2 separate regions of the Urocitellus parryii genome follow, and region 1 is linked to region 2. The links are chromatin contacts, called in public Hi-C maps. All regions are on one chromosome and are shown on one strand. The core of a region is the stretch at or near the end of the contact, and the rest is flanking DNA. Distances in the headings are between cores, read along the strand shown.

The links. Hi-C and Micro-C count contacts between places; a contact is called where the count stands out from the background.
Region 1: a Hi-C map of liver shows a contact between it and region 2, with 10 times the contacts expected there. The contact joins the promoter of Rrs1 here to the promoter of Mtfr1 in region 2. A contact is called at or near these places in 2 of 2 Hi-C or Micro-C datasets (liver and muscle).

What each region holds. Positions count from the first base shown.
Region 1 is chr7:68,343,470-68,350,063 of mUroPar1.hap1, forward strand. Rrs1 (regulator of ribosome synthesis 1) reads left to right here and starts at 2,855. Exons shown (of 1, transcript XM_026410014.2): 1 at 2,855-5,108. The coding sequence starts at 3,444. The coding sequence ends at 4,541. Adhfe1 (alcohol dehydrogenase iron containing 1) reads left to right here and starts at 6,130. Exons shown (of 14, transcript XM_026410032.2): 1 at 6,130-6,212. The coding sequence starts at 6,154.
Region 2 is chr7:67,685,259-67,691,891 of mUroPar1.hap1, forward strand. Mtfr1 (mitochondrial fission regulator 1) reads left to right here and starts at 4,815. Exons shown (of 8, transcript XM_026410036.2): 1 at 4,815-4,863.

The sequences.
Region 1 (6,594 bases), core at 1,605-4,104, 660 kb after region 2:
AGAGATTTTTGAGACTTCCACATCTCAGTCTTACTACTTTTACTCCACTCAAATCTAACAGAATGAAAATTAATATTATTTTAATTAGAAAGCCTATAATATTTAGTTTTTCAATAGTAATATATTGAATACTGTTTTATGCCCAGTGCTATATGGAAGTGAAAGTTAAGTCTCCAGCCTTCAAGGAAATTAAAATCTATTTGGGCTCTAAAAAACTAGTGAACAAAAAACTATTAAAATTCAATTAAGAGGTGAACTGTATGATCCAGACCAAACAGCATTGCATCCATTGAGAAAGAAACAATCCCTGCTCTTTTTCCCTAATTCAGAAAACTGAAAGTGGAGCTAATCCTAACAGCTGTACTTTCTATTAAAAGTTCAATCACACTATATAGTAAATTTCTCTATACCTATATTTCTTTTCCCATGTTTCAAAAGGTCTCAATTACTTTTATATCTAGTGCCTGGCACATGATAGCCATTCAATTAAATGTTCACTGGGTGAAATAATAAATCAGAGGCAAAGCAAAGCCCAAAGTAGCAATATCTTTACTGTCTCCTAGGCAAATTCCCAAAGTTTTAAGGTTGAAATTAGTTAACGTAATAACTGCTACGGTTCTCCAACATAATCCCCTCTTAAAAGGAAAATGAACCTTGCAAACCACACAATCTGTAGTGTCTCCAAAACTTGAAATTACATACTAATCACCTAGATTGATGAAGGTTCTGATAAATTACAGTTAGGAGGAGGCTTGAGATTCCACATTCAAACAAGCGCCCAGGTAATGCTATTTTTCCAGTCACAGGACCGCACTTTTTTTGTTTTGTTTTGTTAGTATTAAAAGCTTGGATGGCATTGCAGAAGATATGTATGTAGTCTTAAAGCCAGAGTGAAGATCCTGCTCCCACATGTCCTAGTTGTATTACATAAGTCGACTCACTCTGTAAGCCTTCCTTTTTCATCAGTGGAAATAACAAAGAGTTAGTAACAATATATAGTTAATGTTTATTGAGTTCTCACCATGTACCAAGAACTAACATTTCATTCTTATGAATAGGGCTTAGGTTAAACAAACTGTCCAAGGAAAACTAGTAAATGGTAAACTGAGATGGATTAACCCAAGAAACCTAATTTTTAAACACTATATAACACTGCATTGTTCACTGGCCATGATGAAGATTAAATAATAATTAATATTTAGCTAACTTTTATTGAGTATTTATATTCCAGACCCTAGTCTAAGCCTCCCTTGGGGTGTATTTACCTATTTATCTTCATAATAGCCCTAGGATGTGATTACCATTAGTAGCCTCATCCTTTTTTGTTGTTGTTTTAATTAGTTATATATGACAGTAGAATACATTTGACACATCATACATAAATGAAGTATAACTTCTCATTCTTCTGGTTGTACATGATGTAGAATTACACCAGCCATGTAATCATATATGCACAAAGGGTAATAATGTCCAGATCATTCTACTATCCTCCCTACCTCTGTACCCATCTCCTCCCTCTGTCTAAGCCAAAGTATCTCTATTCTTTCCTAGCTCTCCTCCCTTATTGTGAATTAGCATCTCCATATCAGAGAAAACATTCAGCCTTTGGATCTTTGGGATTGGCTTATTTCCCTTAACATGATGTTCTCCAGCTCCATCCATTTACCTGCAAATGCCATAATTTTGTTCTTCTTTAAGGCTGAGTAATATTCTATTGTGTACCTAGGTTGAGTCCATAGTTTAGCTATTATGAGGTAAGCTGCTATAAAAATTTATGTGGCTAATATTCCTATATTAAAGGTTTTTTTTAAAGGCCTAACCAAGTTAAATAGCCTAGCCCAAGGTCAAACATTCTCACAGCCAGGAACTGGAACCAAGCAGTGTAACTGCAGAGCTGGGTGCTCTTTTGCCAGGAAAGCAACAGACCCTCCCGGAGCTCTGAGTCAACTCTGGGGTCTTGTGAGGATGGCCTTAGGCCTGAGCCTAACCAACTCCATTTTAAAACTCCAGTTTGAAACCTGCAGTCTCACCAGGCACACCCACAGAGCCCTCCAGTATGGCCTCAAACAAGTTATTTTCCTTCACCCTGATAAACAGAGTGAAGCCCCTGGCAGGCTGTCCTCACCTGAGCGGGAAAGGCAATAAGATCAGGGTGGAGACCACCAGACCAGATGTTTCTGACCCCGCAGTAAATGATGTCACTGAGAAATCCAGTGGTAGCTGATAAGGATTAAAAGGGGGGGTCAAAAGCTCCAAATTTTAGTATAAATAATAGAGCCAATGAACAGGGATTCAGCCAGCTGAAACAAGGATGCACTGGAGCTGGAGAGCCTGATGAGGACCTGACATCCCATCACTTGTCATCGTTTCCTGAGCCTCTGCATGATCCTCACCACTCTCAAACTCTACCATCTCATCTGGACCTTGGTGAGAACCGCAACTTCTCCCTAAGACCCTCTCCTCAATCAGTAGTCCACTCCTCACCAGGAAAAGCCTGCCTTGGTTCCAGACCTGATCACCGTGGTCTGAGTGAGTGTGCATCTGCTGGACTTAAAGCCTAAGGCTTAAGAATTAAACTTAGCATGCAGAGGGAGTGTCTGTCATTAGCCTGTCATGATTAAGTGTGTTTTGCAGCGCTGAGAATTAATTAATCTAGACTTGTTTGCTGTGGATTATGTCTATTGCAGTGCCTAGCATTAAGGATTGTGTTTTCTTGATTAAGAACCTATAGAGTGAAATTGTATTGAGTAATTTGAGTGAATAAAGCATTGAAAGGGGCAGAAGCAGGTGGACATTCTTTATTTCTCCCCTCCACTGCATACAATTGCAATTTTGCCCCCTCGTCTACCGCTGGGGTCCTGGGGTCCGTGCACACCTGCACCACCAGTTCAGGGCGGTGTAACTGCCAGCCCCACTCCCTGGCAAAACAACCTTTATGTATATCTGTGGGATGTGTCTCTGCTCACATCCAGGACCCCCAAAGTGGGTTATAACTATGGTGCAATGATTTGTCCCGCCCAAGAAGGGGTGATTAACTACACATCTTTGATTGAAATGGTAGATTTACACGGAAACTTTAACACCCAGCGGACCAGTAACACACCTGACGCAGCCCCAGAAATTTGACCGGCCCGCGTCCGTCCCCGGGGACCGCCTCCTGCCTCTGCATCCTGGGAGCCGCAGCCCCAACCAGTTCCGGGAACTTGTAGTCCAGGATCGAGCCTGTAGTCACTCTTCTAATCCTATCAGCTCTCCAACACCGCCCTCTGCCGGCCTTTCCTTGGGTCGCCGGGATCACAAGCCCCTAACCCGGAAGCGAACCTTCGTCTTCCGGGTTGAGCGACCGGGCTTCCGCACGTGGTTGAGTTGCCGGGACCCTGGGCCCTGCTCTTGAGAGGTGACTTCAACAATTAACCTCAAAGCTAGGAGACCGATCCGGAGCCATGGAGGGCCAGAGCGTGGAGGCACTGCTGGCAAAGGCGGAGCAGGAAGAGGCAGAGAAGTTGCAACGCATCACAGTGCACAAGGAGCTGGAGCTGGAATTTGACCTGGGTAACCTGCTGGCTTCCGACCGCAACCCCCCGACTGTGCTGCGGCAGGCGGGACCCACGCCGGAGGCCGAGCTGCGGGCCTTGGCACGGGACAATACGCAGCTGCTCATCAACCAGCTGTGGCAGCTGCCCACGGAGCGCGTGGAAGAGGCGCTGGTGGCCCGGCTGCCGGAGCCCACCACGCGCCTGCCGCGTGAGAAGCCAATCCCACGGCCGCGGCCGCTTACACGCTGGCAGCAGTTCGCGCGCCTTAAGGGCATCCGTCCCAAGAAGAAAACCAATCTAGTGTGGGACGAGGTGAGCGGCCAGTGGCGGCGGCGCTGGGGCTACAAGCGCGCCCGGGATGACACCAAGGAATGGCTGATCGAGGTTCCCGGTAGCGCCGACCCCCTAGAAGACCAGTTCGCCAAACGGATTCAGGCCAAGAAGGAACGCGTAGCCAAGAACGAGCTGAACAGGCTGCGTAATCTGGCCCGAGCGCACAAGATGCAGCTGCCCAGCGCGGCCGGTTTGCACCCTACCGGACACCAGAGTAAGGAGGAGCTGGGCCGCGCTATGCAAGTGGCCAAGATCTCCACCGCCTCAGTGGGGCGCTTCCAGGAGCGCCTCCCCAAGGAGAAGGCTCCTCAGGGTTCAGGCAAGAAGAGGAAGTTTCAGCCCCTTTTTGGGGACTTCGCAGCCGAGAAAAAGAACCAGTTGGAGCTACTTCGAGTCATGAACAGCAAAAAGCCTCAGCTGGATGTGACGAGAGCCACCAACAAGCAGATGAGAGAAGAGGACCAGGAGGAGGCCGCCAAGAGGAGAAAAATGAGCCAGAAGGGCAAGAGAAAAGGGAACCGGCAGGGTCCAGGAGGCAAGAGGAAAGGCGGCCCGCCCAGCCAGAAGGGGAAGAGAAAAGGAAATTTGGGAGGCAAGATGCATTCCGGGCCACCTGGCTTGGGTGGCAAGAGAAAAGGCGGACAGCACCAAGGAGGAAAGAGGAGGAAGTAACACTTCATTCACCCTTGGACCTGTTCTGTAAAGAACGAACTGTATGCTAAATGTTAAGTTTTTGGTACTGTCGCAGGGCGGGACCACTGTCTTCATTGAGTTTGAGGTTGAAAGGACAAAATTGTCCTCTCCTCAAGAAAGTATGTAAGTGTTGTTCGACTGTACAGATCAAAGTCTTTCCTACAAACGAGACCTTAGCTAGTGATGAAGGGTATATTTGAGGACACAAGGGTTAGAAAAATAATTTGGGCATTTTACTTTGGGGTTAAGGGGTGAAGGAGAGTTGGTGACATTTCAGAGACTTATGGTAGATTAATTTATATATTTTAGCATTTGTTATTTTTGTAACAAGGTTTTGTTATGCTCATCAGATCTGGGAGGGGAGAGGAAAGATGACATTTTCCTAAGTTGATTTAAAGAAACTGTTGTGGGGCTGGGGCTGTAGCTCAGTGGTAGAGCACTCACCTAGCATACATGAGGCACTGGGTTCAATCCTCAGCACCTAAATAAATAAACTGTTGTGAGGTTATTTAATAAATGTGTCTGTATCTAGCATTGCTTTTTACTTTTTGATTATTGGTGGAAGTTGTACTTGAAAACAGTGATCTGGATGTCCAGTACAGATTATTGTTTACTTTCTATTTAAATACAAAAGCAGTTATATTATACTAGTTTCAGCAAGCTACTTTTATCAGAAAAACTCAAAACTTATTTTGGTATAACATATAGTATTAAAAGTACAATAACTGATGGATGTCTCTTTGTAAGGAATGCTTGACATTTGTCAACCAGAACATATTGACATCTATAAATGATAAACTTGGGGTACTCTGCAAATAATGGTGATTAACCTTGTTAATCCAGAAAATACCTGCCTTCCTCAACACTGATAACCCCATTTTTTTTTTTTTAAGCTTGAAGTCAAGTAGAGTCTGGGAAAGAGAAAGTGACCCACAAAATCCATATTTGGAACATTACTATCTTTTGATTCACTTGTGAAATTGGCCTGTGCTGGTTTGATCTTAGTAAAATCTCTGAAAATGACAGTAGATCCAGCATGAGGGGCATTTTTGCTGCTAGAGCTAAAAGCTACACTGCTCTTTTTAGTTTTAACTTTAAAATTATGGGATTTTGTTGCTTATTTGGGAATTTGTTTTTAAAGCTTTCTTGATTTAGCAGTAGGGTGTGGCACTGGCCCCTGTAATTTAAGGGGGGGAAAAGACCCCTCGGGCTTATTTGCAAGGTTCAAACTTGAAGTCCAGATAATTTTAAAGAATTCAGAGTGGAAAAAGACCCAGTCCTCTCCCTTTCTCCAAGTCTCCAACATGTGAGAAAGCCTTTGGAGAGGAGAGGTTTAAAGTGGGACTCCAGCCCCTGGCGAGAAGTTGTGGTGGACAGTTTCAAAGGTGAATGGTGAGACCTAGGGCTGGAGCTTTCACAGCCAGATTCTGACAACCCGCAGGAAAATGGTCCCAGGCCACTGCAGACTGAATCTTGGCCAGGTGACCTGGCACGGCCGGTGGGCCGAGTGGGCGGGAGGAGGGCCACGACTCGATTGGCAGGCAGCTGGGGCGGAGCGGCGCCGGGGAACCAAGAAGACATTCTAGCAGCCATGGCCGCCGCCGCCCGGGCCCGGGTCGCGCACTTGCTGAGGCAACTGCAGCGCGCAGCGTGAGTGCAGGCCGCCGAGCGGGTGGGCAGGGGCCGGAGGATACCGCAGCGCCCATGCAGTTCCCGGCATAAGATCTGCCTGGGCTCTCGCAGTGTTTTTCCAGTTGCTTTCAAGAATGTAGGGAAGCAGGTACCGCGGTGCTCCGGGGCACAACTGCATTGCCACAGAATAGCACATGCAATCTTGCACCATGCAATGTGGCAGGCTTTACTCACTTTATCTACCATTAAGAAAACTGAGGCTCAGGGAAGATAAGGCCTCGTCCCACATTGTGGCAGGCAGTGCATAGTGGCAGGGGTCACAGTGACCACGGTAAATTCATATACCCAATTGATAACTTATTAATTGGGTGTATGTTACATCTATGTATATTTAGGTTCT
Region 2 (6,633 bases), core at 3,565-6,064:
TAACCAAAATTATATGACAAAATTAAAATTGCTTAACAACTTGTCACTAGGCACAGTAAAAATATTCTTTTAATTGAGCTTTACAAGACTAAAGAAGATTAAAATCTTATCACCTATCAAAAATTTCTGCCTATTATTGTGATTAAAGGAGCTTTGTAGTCAATGGGCACTGTCTATATCCCTGACTCTAATCTCCAGTGAGATAATGTTGGTTTTCACAATTGGCCTAGACTGGACTGGACAGTAGTTCAACCTCTCCCACACACATCCAACCTTAACTTATCTTAAAACCTCTGTGGGCATGTCATTACTTAACACAATGATATTTTGCTATCAAGGTTTTCCTGAATTCTAATGTAGATACTCGAGCCCCATTTCAGTGCGTTATATTTTTTACATAGATGTATTCAAAGCTGGCAGGGGGTGGGGTGAGGAATTAATCCAACCTCTCTTCATCAAATGAGGTTGCCATTAAACCCATTATGAGAAACAGTCTGTTGTGGACCTTTGACTGTTCCCTACTTTACTAACCAGTGGATCATCCAGTGGATCATAACTGGACAAATTGATTATATGTCCTCCATTGTGATTATAGTGACAAGCCTGGAATTATCCTTGGCATTTGACAAATGTTACACAATAGGTTTTCAAAAATACTCTGAGAATGTTCACTGTGCAGGTTAGGAAAAGGAGACCCAGGGAGGCTGTCTTGGCCAAGGATACACACAGCTGACCAATGGCATGGACATATTTTGAAATCGGTCTGACTCCAAAGTCCACATTCTGTCCACAACAAAATATAACATCTGTCTACCAATATGGATTAGAGGGATTAAATCTCTACATGGAAGGAAGCTCAGAGTTTGGTCCTTTCTATTGCATAATATACCTAAAAATGAATAAACCTCTTTCCCTAAAAATGGTATTACAGTCTTATTTTTCTGGGGAATCTGAAGATATAGAGAAATCAAGGAACTTTTTCAAGGCCACACAGTTAAGTTAGAGAGCTCTGGCACTTTTTCTTTTATTCATTAAATACTCCAAAGCAGATAAAGTTTTTGTTTTCTTGATTCTGTCAAGAAAGCTGAGTCATTAATCTGGGTCAAAAACTCCAGGATTAAATACATTAAAAAGAAAACAAAAGTCCATTTTTTCTAATATTCTCAAATGGATTGCCCTGTATCTATCTGTATTTGTCTTCAAACTTAGCTATGCAGAACAATCACCTAAGATTCTAAGTAGAGACTTGGGCATATATATTTTAAATAGCTCCACTGATCTTGTGGAAGAGACCAAAATTGTATAGTTATCTATTGCTTCCTAACAAATTGCCACGCAACTTATCAGCTCAACACAATATTCAATTATTTTCTCTTGGTTTCTGTGCATCAGAAGTCGATGTGCAGCTTAGCTGAATGTCTGCCTCTCTCACAAGGCTGCAATCAAGTTGCCAGCTCGGGTTCCAGTCAATTCAAGACTCCAGAGAGAGAGGGGATCTCCTTCCAAGTTCAAGTTCCATGGCTTATAGCAGGATTTAGTTTCCCACAAGCTGATGACTGGAGGTTCATTACTGGCCGTTGGCCACAGTCCTCCCTCAGTTTTTTGCCATGTGGGCCTCTCCTTAGTGAAGCTCATATATGTCATTGGTTTCCCTCAGAGGAAGGAAAGAAGAACCAAAAGCAAGCAAGCAAGATGGAAGCCACAGTCATTTTGTAATTTAATAAATGACATCCTCTAATTCTTGCTATATTCAAGTCATTAGAAGCAAGTCAGTAGGTCCACTCTATGCTCAAAAGGAGGAAAACACACAAAAGTTTGACTACCAAGAGGTAAGGCTTAATGGGGACACCTTATAGGCTGCCTATCACAAAGTTGTAAATGAAGCATTTAAAGAAAAAAACATGGTGGTAACAATATTTACCAGCTCTAACAAAGGCTAGATTCAAAGATTCTCCAGTAGCAATAAGCATACTCAGTACTGAGATCTTAGTTTTAAAGACCATTCTAGGGCTCCTTGGAAAAATGGCTGATTCTAGGATGGGGACAGAAATACAATATGGCCTGGAGCATCCTGGAGATCTAGAAAAAAGGAGGTAATCAAAAGACAAAAAGGACACACAAGACAACCTAAAAGAGTTTCCAGTAGCCAAATCTGGAACAATTTGAGCAACAAATAAAAATCATAGTATAAATATAAAATGACATATGAATAAACGTATAAGAAGCTATAGTAAATGACTGAGTATAAATAAATGGGAAGAAGAGACAAATCTTCCTTATAGAGGAATTCCAAATAATGTATAGATATTGCCCTTCAGGAGTCGAAGCTTAATCCTATACTTCCTTGACAGTGGGCAGGATTTAGTGACTTTCTGTCAAGGGCAAGAATATGGAAAGGGGAAAAACGCAACTTTATAGTGGAGAAACTAGCAAACACGATGCTGATCAGATGATAAAAGTTAACACCATTATTAAATTATGCTGATATTATATGATGAAACAAGCATCTCACTATATTTTCCTCAAACCCTATAATCACAGTCCAATTATGTGCAAGTATCAGGCAACTCAAACCGTGGGACATTTTACAAAATACCTGAGCAGATACCCAAACCTGTCATGGCTATATCAAGATCATGAAAAACAAAAAAGTAAGAAATTTTCACAAACCAGAGGAGACTAAGGACACATGATGACTAAATGCAATGTGACATCTCGGATACGATCCTGAAAGAGAAAAAGGACATTAGTAGAATCTAAATAAAGTGTGCAGTCTAGTCCATAATAATGTACCAATGCTGGTTGTTTCATTTTATAAATGTATTCCAGTAATATAAGATGCTAACATTAAAGGAAAATAGATGAGGGATACAAAGGAATTTCATCCACTCTTTTTGCGATTTTTCTGCGAATCTAAAATAAGTTTACTAAAAACAAAAGGCAAAGTATCCTGTTTGTAACTTTAAGTGTGATGACTGTAAGATTTCCCCAAACATTAGCTTCAAGCTCAACACATTTCAAACCCTCTTTTTTCCTTCACTAGCCACATACTTCCAGTGTCAAACAACTATGACAGTCCATTTGTATCCCAGCATTAAGTGAGATGGTATACAGCTAGACTAGGAGAATTCCTAAAAGTCATTCCATTATTGGGAGAGACAGCAATAACTTATGGCGAAGTGGCCCAGATTCCAAAAATGTTCAGGGCCACTCCAAGGGCACTTAAGACAAAGGGAAGTGTGAAAGAAGGGAAGCTGGAAAGGAAAAACAGGTGTTAACTGGACTTTATTTGGACACATTCTTTTTAAAGTACAAGACAAGCTGGTCATGGTGGTACATGTAGCCTATAATCCCAGAGACTCAGGAGGCTGAGGTAGAAGAATCACAAATTTGAGGCCAGCCTCAGCAATTTAGCAAGGCCCTAAGCAGCTCTGTGAGACTCTGTCTCAAACAACAACAACAAAAAAAGGACTGAGGATGTGGCTCAGTGGTTAAGCACCTCTGGGTTCAGTCCCCAGTACCAAAAAAAAAAAGTAAAGACAACATATGACCATGTGAACTCCGTACCAAGGTCCCCCTTTGGGCCATGGAAAGAGCAAATGAAAGTCAGGGCCCTGAAGTACATGCATTAACTTAGCAGTAAATCCACCTTAGAAGTATCTCAGAAGAAACAAGTGTCCTTTGCCAGAAACCCAACTGTCTATTGCACCCCCCATTCATTCAGCTCAGTTCTTGCTTTTTCAGTAAACCTCAAATCAAGCACCCACTACTTCCTAAATGTTCCTTAAGCCACCAGTAAGCTCAGACTAGTCTCCTAGGACCCTTTGTACTTCCATCATAACATGTGATCACATTTCTTAAATTTGTGTTTTTAATCTCCAAATTACCCTGTAGCCTCACTCTAGGCGTGGTTCAAGGATTTTTGTTTTTAAAATATATTTGTATTGTCATAATAGGCTCCCAATAAGTCCTTGTTGAGTAAATGTTTTAAAGTTCTTGCTGAAGGAGGGAATTCCTTGGGTAGGAAGACTTGAATCACTTAGGGCAAGAACTTCTGAGCTCAAGCACCTACCCAGTAACCTCCTGGAACAACTGCAATGGGAGGGTAAGAGAGACAGCCAATGAGCAACAGTCTCTTGAAAAGCCAAAAAGAAATACAGATAGTCGTCTTCTACATGTTAATGTTTTATCACTCCTAAACACATTTCCTTGCTGAATTTGGCTAATTATACATGCAAGGATCATATTATCAGGGCAAGATTAGGTATTTAAGAAGCATGTACCACAATGATCCAGACTACAAAGACACTGGACCTGAAGGCAGTACTGTAAAAATCTTCATCCACTTTGAGCAAACCCCCTCTCCTACTCCTCCCAAACAGAAAGGCACCCCGGACGTGAGGTTCGCAGTATAAAGATCTGCTGGGTGAAACCAAGTCCCCACAGCATGGGACGAAAAGTGCAACACAGGTTAGGATTAAGACTCACAGCATAATACACACTTGCGGTTACCTTCAGAATGTGGGTCTTCCTACACACCTAGAGCATGACGTTTACAAACAAAAGTATTTCCCAGGGCGGAGCAGTGAAGACACAAAGCCAAGGCCTGGCGAAAGCACACGCCCATCACGGACTCCTGCGCGTGCGCACACCGACGGGGAAAGGTGGCTGCCGGCGCTGGAGGTGGTAGCCACACCTTCCGCCCGCGGCTCCCTGAGCCCGCCTCCGAGCCGGAACAAACAGTTAATTGGTCAGCCTGATCCCGGCTCGGGGCGGGGATTGGCTGATTGACAGCAACGTCCCGGGACAGCCAATCTGAAAGCCGGAGTAGCAGGAGAAGGTGCTGGCTGCCGCGCGGCCGAGGTAAGTGAGTCTGGGGACTCTGAAGAACGGTTGGCAGGGGGGGAAATGAAGCGGCCCAGGGATTGACGGCGGTGGGACGCCGCGGTAACAGGGCAGGAGCTGAAGTAACCCGGGTCTGGGAGGCCGGCGGGCTTCCATAGGCCGGCCGGGCGTCTGCTCCAGGATCGAAGGGAGGCAGTGATGTGCTAGACAGCGGGCGGTTCCGAGAGCCTTGGTGGGCCGGGTGCTTCGGTGGGGCTGAGAGAAGTTGCCTCGCCCACCGGACTGGGACGCGCTCACCCACCCACCTATCCCACGTCTCCTGCCCCTCCCCCGTCTCCTGACGGTCTTGGGAACCCCAGTTTCCGTGCTGGCCGCCAGGCGGCGTTTCCCCTCGGTGTTGTGCCCTCTCCCGGGCCTCGTGGAGCCAGCCTCGCGGACTCCAGGGGAGGAGCATACCCGGGGTTCTGCCTGGGAGGTTTAACCGGCTACACCTGGATTGCATTGCGCCGTCACTGTTTGCCTCCCAGGACTTCCCAATATGTATTTCCCTGACCATGCCCAGGATTTGCATGAAGCCCTAGATAAGTAGGCCTTTGAGCGTTTTAAGAAATTATGAAAATCTTCAGACTATAAAGTTAAGCAAATAATATGAAGAACTCAATGTATGCCTCACCCATTTTCAGTAATTATTAATTTATGGCCACTCTTGTTCCCTCTCCGGGTTGTTTTGAAGTATGTATATGCCATATATCATTTCATCTCTTTTATGTATTCACTTTTTTTCATGATCAATAGTTAAACTTTACCTCTAACCATTTGCTTTTTAGAGAAGTTGAGTAAAATAAGGCACACATTAAAAAGTATGAACACCGCTAATTTAGTTGTACTACAAGAATGTACTACAGGTTTCACAACCCTGTGTTCAGATTCTCAAAATCACCAGAAACAAAGGTACCAAATAATGTAGGCATTAATGTTACGCTTTGAGCAGTAATAATTATATTGCTAATTTCTGTTTATGGAACTCTTACTATGTATAAAGCCCTGTGCAGTTGTTTCCACCAATTCGTATAATTTTTACAACAGTCTTATGAAGTAGGAGTTATCCTCATTTTACAGTTGAGGAGAAAAAGTTAATTTGCCTAAAAATTATGCTACTGAAAGGGGAGGGCTGGAATTCAGGAGGGCTACTCTTGGGCTTTCTCCTTGCAAAAATTTTGCTCTTTAACCTTAACCCAATATCCTAAGAGTTGAATAGGAAACTGATGTGTAAAATTATTTCTTCTGAGCTACAAATCTGTAATGGGGGATGGGACAATAACCTGGAAGTGTGAGTACAAAACAATATTGAGAGGTATTTTTGTTTTTTTTTAAACAGTAAATGATTAATACAATTAACTTTGAGGTTATTAATAAAGTTCATAAACATAGTTTAACAAATACAAGTATTAAAATATTTTTATTCTTGCCATTAAAGGGGAAAGAAATAGGGGAAATGTACATGATGCATAATCTCTACCATTTCTTTAGCACATGGCAAATACTGGATATTCATAGTGGTTATTTCATCTGTATCCCTCATCTTCCCAATATTACATTAGTTGAACATGGCTATTATGGAAGTAAATAGTTTAAGAGGAATAAAGAACTACAAGAGACAGGTGGCTTATTCAGAGCACAGTAGAATAATCCTGTTAAATTGAAGTTTAGGCTGGGTGCATTGGTACTTGCTTATAATCCCACCAATTTGGGAGGCTGAAACAGGAAGAGTGCCAAGTTTGAGGCCCA